Regions from separate parts of the Mus musculus genome. Here region 1 is linked to region 2. Evidence: chromatin contacts called from public HiChIP or PLAC-seq data. All regions are on one chromosome and are shown on one strand. The core of a region is the stretch at or near the end of the contact, and the rest is flanking DNA. Distances in the headings are between cores, read along the strand shown. Region 1 holds the start of Ythdf2 (YTH N6-methyladenosine RNA binding protein 2). Region 2 holds the start of Oprd1 (opioid receptor, delta 1).

Region 1 (3,574 bases), core at 700-3,199, 68 kb after region 2:
CCTCACTGGAGACAAAAGAGAAGTAAGTTTTGTATAGGTGAGGTTCAGGTGATCATTCACTAGAATTTCCTCACTACATTATCATCCCAATTTCCCTAAAAGACAAGGTTTTGTTTTCTTTAGAGCTCAGGCTAAACTCTGGCCAATATTCTTAAGCTGTGCACTAATCCTTTCCTGGCAAACAAGGGGCAATTACTCATGCCAGCATAACAGCTCTTATACAACTCGCGTTATCAGTAATGCAGTCTCAGAGCACATGCTTTGTTGACCACACAGCTTATATCTTTAATGTTTTATATAACAAATTAGTAAGTTGTATTAGGAGTCAGCCACACACACACACACACACACACCCAAACACACCCAAACACAAAAGTGAGACAGGGCAGAGAAAGTCTAACAGTACACTGTCCCCTCAGATAATATAGAACAATTTACTACTCACCGGCCTTGCCTGTGGGCTCAAGTAAGGTTCGAAATCATCATCATTTAGTCCATCCTTTTGATGCACAGAACCATTTTGTACTAGAGGGGAAAAGTTAAATTAGCAATGCCCTGGTCCGAAGAGCTCCCTTCCAAACCCATCCATCAGTTTACATTCACACCAGGAAGAAACCATGCTAGTTCCAAGAGTCACTTGGTTTGAAACTCCGGGGAATAACGATGAGCGCCAGGGCTGAAGCAAGAGCCGGACAGTGAAAAAGAGTCTCCACCCCAGAGCGAGCTGATCTTTTTAAAAGGTCAGTGTATTGGCTCCTTCGAATTTCAATTCCCTCCGGCTTTCTCTCCCCGCTTCCTTCACATGTGAGTGACTTCCAGAAAGTGCTCCACGAGGAGGAAACACAAAGGGCTCCTAAGACCTACGAGAAAACTAAGGACCTGGTGCTTCTCAAAATGCATTCCACCCCCGGCCGCTCATGAATTACTCGTTGTTAACGAAAAAAGCTGCCCGCCAGCTGCAGGGCCACACCAAAAGGGGCGACCGCCCCGCGCGCGGCACCTGCGACCCGAGCGGCTTCGGAAAGGTCCTTTCCCCGGGGCGCGTCCTCGAGCCACCGCCCCCACGGCCCGGCGGACCCCCCTCCCCATCCCGGCCGGCGGCCACCCGGAGGAGCGGGGTCTTACCTTTGTTTCCTTGACCTTTTGGTCTCTGCGAGAGGAGGGGACGTCGCCGAGCAGCAAGTCGTCCGAGAAGAAAACGGAAAAGGAAAGACAAATGAACGCGGGGCCCGAGCAGGGAAGAAAGGAACCGGCCTGGGGGGGACGCGTGGTGAGGGGGAGGCGGGGACGAGCGCTAGGCCGGCGGGGCAGCCCCGGCAGCCCGGCCACCCGGCAGCCACACGAGGGAAAGAGAGGAAACGAGGAAGGGAAGCCCGGGCCGCTACTGGGAGGGAGCGCGGCGCGGCCGGCCCGGCCCGGGGAGGAGCGGGAAGAGCGGGCCGGGCGGGAGACTCAGGGCGCGGCCGGTCTGAGGCCCGAATCCCGAGCCGCGAGAGGCGCCCGCCGCGGCCCGGCCAGGAGCGGCGGGCCCGGGCCTAGTCGGGCCCCGTCTCGCCTCACACAATGGCCGAGACATGCGGGCTGGGCCTGTACCTGCTCCAAGAGGCTGCTGGCCGACATGGCTCTCGGATCCTCACGGGGAACGACGGCGGCGGACTCCTCGTCGGGACAGCGGCGGCGGCGGATGAGCCCCGACGACGGGAGCAGAGGGTGCGGCGGCGGCTTTTGTCCCTGACACTCGGAGCCTCGCCTCGGCGGACGCAGCAGAGACACAGCGCGCGACTCGGGCTCCGGCTCCGATCCGGCGACGCTCTAGGCCGCCGAGCTCAACGCCCGTCTCTATGCTCCGGAGCGCGCGCCCGCCCCCTCGCAGCCCGAATGGGGGAGGCCGAGCGGCAGAGGCGGGCGGCGCGCGCGGCGCGAGCGCTGACTCTCACAGTCGCTGACCCACGCGGAAGGGCCCGGCGCGAAGCATCTCGGGAAGGGAGAGCCGCGCCCGTGGCGCCCTCTGCTGGGCTGGAGGAGCGGAAGCGGTGCGCGCGCGGTCTCCCCGCCCCCACCGCCGCCGCTTTGGGCCTAGGAGCCCTGGGTGGCACCGGGGGTCACCACTGGAGTTTTTTGGCAAACACCTAGAGAATAATTGTTTTGTCTTAAGAAAACACGCAGAAGCCCCTTTCTTAATGGGGCAGAGGCTTCTACTCTGTGTAGGACTTGAGCCCTAACTCATAACTGCATTTGATAACTCTCCCCCAATTTGAAAAGGAACCAGAAGAGAGGTCCTAAGAGCTCACAGGGAAAACTTCATGGAGGTCGGCCCAGAAGACACCCGCGCCCTTCCTTAAGACTATTGTCACCTTCCTTCCTCAGGGACTTGAAAAAAACACCCAGGAGCAGTACTTCCACTAAATATTAAAAAGCCGGCCCTCACTGCCCTGCACACAAGACATTTACCCCTTTGACTTTTGAGGGAGAAAAATATACACTCTCTTTTTTTCAGAGAAGTCAGTGACCCCAAAATAATCTAGTAAACTCTGGACTTTATTCCCAAGAAAAAGACACCTCACCCGTATGCACAGTGTCACACACACTTTCTTGAAGTCTGTTGGACCCTAAGAGGAAATATTCGTGATCTAAGGACTGGAAAATGAACGCTATTCCAGTATGTGCTGTGTGCAGGGCTTTGTCATTAAGTGCTTTCTGACACATTAAATTTAAAGACTTTCAACAAGTTCAAAGTGCCTATCAAACAATGTTACAGCTGGGAAAAGGGAGATTAAGCATGCTGCCAAAGTTATCAAGTTATTAAATAGATCTGTGCTTTTGACACAAAGAACAACATAATATCATTCTTCAACAGCTAGAAAAGAAATCCTGTATTCATGAGCTAAGATTCACTGGAGAGCCAAAGGATGAGCAAAGGCAGGTTTTTTTTTGTTTGTAGGGTTTTTTGTTTGTGTTTTGAGACAGGGTGCCTCTAGCTGTCCTCAAACTCACTAGGTAGACCAGGCTAGCCTTGAACTCAGAATTCTGCCTGCCTCTGCCTCCTAAATGCTGTTATCAAAGGCATGCACCACCAAAGGCATTTTTAATTTAAAAAAAAAAAAATCACGAGCTGGGCGTAGTGGTGCATGCCTTTAGTCCCAGCACTCGGGAGGCAGAGGCAGGCAGATTTCTGAGTTCGAGGCCAGCCCGGTCTACAAAGTGAGTGCCAGGACAGCCAGGGCTACACAGAGAAACCCTGTCTCAAAAAACAAACAAACAAACAAAAAAAAAATCACTCTGGACAAGGATATTTAGTAGTAGGTTTTGCTATTGCAAATGGTAGACACCTGAGCAATGCACTATTGTTAACCTAATGCCATCTGCTTGCTAGATAGAGAAGGTTTGGATTTGACAGATTCAGGAGGAAAAAGCCAAGACTCTTGGATTTTACTTTGTAAACCGCTCAAAGTAAGTGCAAAGCATTTCTTGTCTGCTTATACTCACATTTATGGCTTAAGTGAATAAGATCAGACACCAAAGTTAAAGAACTCTTAGTAAAATGTCACATCTCAGGGTGGAGAGCCCATTAATT
Region 2 (3,594 bases), core at 152-2,651:
TGGCCTCAAATTCTCTATGTAACCAAAGCATGACTTTGAACTTCTGAGCCTTCTGCTTCAACACCCCCCAGGACTGGGATTACAGCCGTGGGACCACCATGTCCAGTGTGTAGTGTGCTGGGGACTGAACACTACAAACTAATGTAAGGATTCACACATGCTGCAGAAGCTATCAATTAAGCGTACAGTCTGTGGCCCCTAAAGCCCTTACTAATAATCTCTCTCTCTCTCTCTCTCTCTCTCTCTCTCTCTCTCTCTCTCTCTCCCTCCCTCCCTCCCTCCCTCCCTCCCTCTCTCTCTTCTCTAGCTGGCCTTAAGTTCATTCTGTAGCCCAGGCCTCAAGGAGGATAAATCTGCCCTGAATCATATCCCGAGTTCCTGACCACATGGCCACTGGGGAAGGGAAGAGAGAACCCCATGGCCAGTTCACAGGAACTACGGGGCTCTCCATCAGAGAACACGCAGCACAAAGACTGGTGTTCAAAGTCATCCCGGGTGCCTCCATCACCTATGACCTAGAGGTTTGACAAGAAACAATGCAAATACACTCTCAGTCTCATACAGAATTACAAACTGATGGCTTGGGACAAGCACACACACAGCAACCACAGAAGACCGACTACTAAATGTGACTTGGGGCGTGTCCCCACAGCCCGGAGCAGACAGTCTGTCCCTGTTGTATGCTCCAAAGACCTAAGGTATTTTGTAGAGCACCTCAGCTCACCCTTGCAAGGTTTCAGAGGATCGAACACACACGCTACCGTCAAACTGCCCAATCACAAACTGCGTGCGCGGCAGACACACAAAGTGTTGCCAAACTGTCCCACCTCCATGATGCAGAAGCAAAGAGATGTCAAGGATGATTAAGTGTTATGTAGTTAGGCTAGTGCAAGCACACACACACACACACACACACACACACACACACGCCTTGTCCTCATAATCTCAGAGGACCTGGCCTCTGTGCAGGACATTCAGGAACCCGGGGAGTCAGGGTTGGGTATCCTGGTCTACAAAGAGTAGAGTCCACTCTGACCCTGGGACCAAACCCCGCGACGCCCTCGGCTGACTCACCGGACGATGCCAAACATGACGAGCACGTTGCCCAGAAGCCCCACTGCGCACACAGCCGAGTAGAGCGCGGTGATGGCGATGGCTAGGGCGAGGGACGAGGCACTACGGGCTCCCGGCGACCCCGACGCATTGGCGCCCGCGCTGGGGAAGGCGCTGGGAAAGGCGTCCGAGAGGTTGACGAGGGGCGAGGACTGCAGCTCCGCACGGGCAGAGGGCACCAGCTCCATGGCGCCGCCGTGTCCGTCTCCACCGTGCGCCCTGGGCGCAGGGACCCAGCGAGTGGCGCGCGGAAAACGGAGGCCACGGCCCCGACGCCGCAGGCTGCAGCGCTCGCTCCCGCCTCCTCCGCCCGGTCGACCGCCCGCAGTGCTCGCCCAAGCCCGGGGAGCCCCGAGCCGCCGCGCGCACCACGTGGTCCGGAGGCGGCCGCCAGTCTGCGCCCGCGATCGGGGGCGGGCGCTGCACCACCGGGCTCCGAGCTGGGCCAGAGAGGCCTCGCGCGCGCTCCCTGCCTGGGCTCCGCTGACTCCAGGTGCCCCCAGCCCGGCCCAGCCTCCCGCCCCACCCCCGTGCCACTTCGGAGTCAGAAGAACCTGGATGCGAATCCCGCCTCCCGCCTCTTCACGGACGATGGGAGTAACCTTGAGCGAGCCGCTTAAGCACTCTCAAGTTCATTCTCTGTGACTGCACGATGAAGAAAATCTCCTGCCGCCTTCAGAGGGTTTTGGGGAGATGAAGACAACGGAGTAAAGAACTCAGATTTCCACCACCACCACCACCACCACCACCACCACCACCACCACCCCCGTGTACTGTGTGCGCTCTGCTCCTTGCCGTGTCTTCTAGAACTGCCAAGTGATTCCTGACCAAGAAACAAAAACAAAACCGTCCAGTTCCCCCAAAGGCTCCGGATGAAAACTAGTAATATGATCAGCTACAACCTCAAGGGGAGACACTGGAAATAAGCCCACCTGGGTCTGTACAGCTTGGCACCGGACATGGCAGACATAAGCCGCAATCAAGGTCACTAACCATCTCACTACATCAAGCTGAAAAAGGTCACACCTATCTGGACAGATGTGTGTATGTTATTAGAGACACAACTTTCCTGTCTGGCTCATTGCTCTGAGCTAGCAGGCTGCTTGAGCGATAAATAAAACCACAAACATCCGTTATCAGCCACACTTTCCTGCGCCCAGTTCACTAGCTCCACATTCACTCTGAGGGCGCCTAACAGAAGAGCCAGGTACATCGGTGTGCATAATCAAAGGCCCGGCTCCCAAGAGCTTACAGCTCAGACCGGAAGAGATGCATCGATTCTAAAAAAACACAATGAAGTCCTATTCAAGGAATGTCGGGGCAGGGTAGGGTCAGGAGAATATTCCTAAAAGAAATGACACTTAAGGTGTTGTGTGGATTTAGAGGTGGGGGAGACTAATTTAGGGAAGAAATAGGAAGAGCCTTCTAGAAAAAAGAAAAACATATATAAAGGTCCTACAAGTCAAAAAGACTGAAGACAGCCAGGGTCACAGCAGGGAGCTCCGTGGTGTTTGTGTTGGATTGGTTTGTTTCCCTCCTCCTCGACTAAGCATACCTGGGAAGAGGGAATCTTAACTGAGAAAATGCCCCTTAAGATGTACCGATAGGGGCTGGTGAGATGGCTCAGTGGGTAAGAGCACCCGACTGCTCTTCTGAAGGTCCAGAGTTCAAATCCCAGCAACCACATGGTGGCTCACAACCATCTGTAACAAGATCCGACGCCCTCTTCTGGAGTGTCTGAAGACAGCTACAGTGTACTTACATATAATAAATAAGTAAATCTTTAAAAAAAAAAATGTACCGATAGGCAAGTCTGTGCGCCATTTTCTTGATGGATGATTGATGGGCGGTTCCACCCCTAGGCAGATGATCCTGGGTTGTGTAAAAAAAGCAAGTTGAGCAGACCTGTGAGCAGTGTTCCTCCATGGCTTCTGCTGCAGTTCTTCCTGGAGTTCCTTAGAGGACAGGCTGTGATGTGGAAGTGTAAGCCAAAGAAACTCTTTCCTCCCTAGTTGCTTTTGATCCTGTTTTTCTAATCACAGCAATAGAATCCCTAACTAAGACAAGCAACTTAAGTAGGGCTGGAGAGATGGCTCAGTGGCTAAGAGTACTTGGTGCTCTTGCAAAGGCCGGGAGTTCAGCTCCCAGCACTCATATGGTGGGTGATTCACAACCGTCTGTGCTCTGGTTCTAGGGGCTCTGATGCCCTCTTCTGGCCTCCATGAACACTGCATACACACAGTACAAAGACATTCAAGCAGGTAAACACACATAAAATAAAAATTTAACAACAGCGGGGCATGGCGGCATAAACCTTTAACCCTAGCACTCGGGAGACAGAGACAAGTGGAGCTCTGTGAGTTCAAAGCCAGCCCAGTCTACATAACCAGTTCCAATCCAGCCAGGCCTGCATAGTGAGACCTTGTCTTATAATAATAATAATAATAATAATAATAATAATAATAATAATAATAATAATAA

What was found. HiChIP or PLAC-seq counts read pairs in DNA pulled down with a chosen protein or histone mark.
Region 1: a contact with region 2 is called in an H3K4me3 HiChIP or PLAC-seq map of embryonic stem cells, with 28 read pairs. The contact joins the promoter of Ythdf2 here to the promoter of Oprd1 in region 2. A contact is called at or near these places in 2 of 484 Hi-C or Micro-C datasets (both in embryonic stem cells), 3 of 115 datasets of contacts at active chromatin or transcription factors (embryonic stem cells and pancreatic cancer cells) and 2 of 9 other capture datasets (adipose tissue and liver).

What each region holds. Positions count from the first base shown.
Region 1 is chr4:132,210,307-132,213,880 of GRCm38.p6, forward strand. Ythdf2 (YTH N6-methyladenosine RNA binding protein 2) reads right to left here and starts at 1,950. Exons shown (of 5, transcript NM_145393.4): 1 at 1,594-1,950; 2 at 1,126-1,150; 3 at 446-525. The coding sequence starts at 1,620.
Region 2 is chr4:132,143,085-132,146,678 of GRCm38.p6, forward strand. Oprd1 (opioid receptor, delta 1) reads right to left here and starts at 1,402. Exons shown (of 3, transcript NM_013622.3): 1 at 1,075-1,402. The coding sequence starts at 1,301.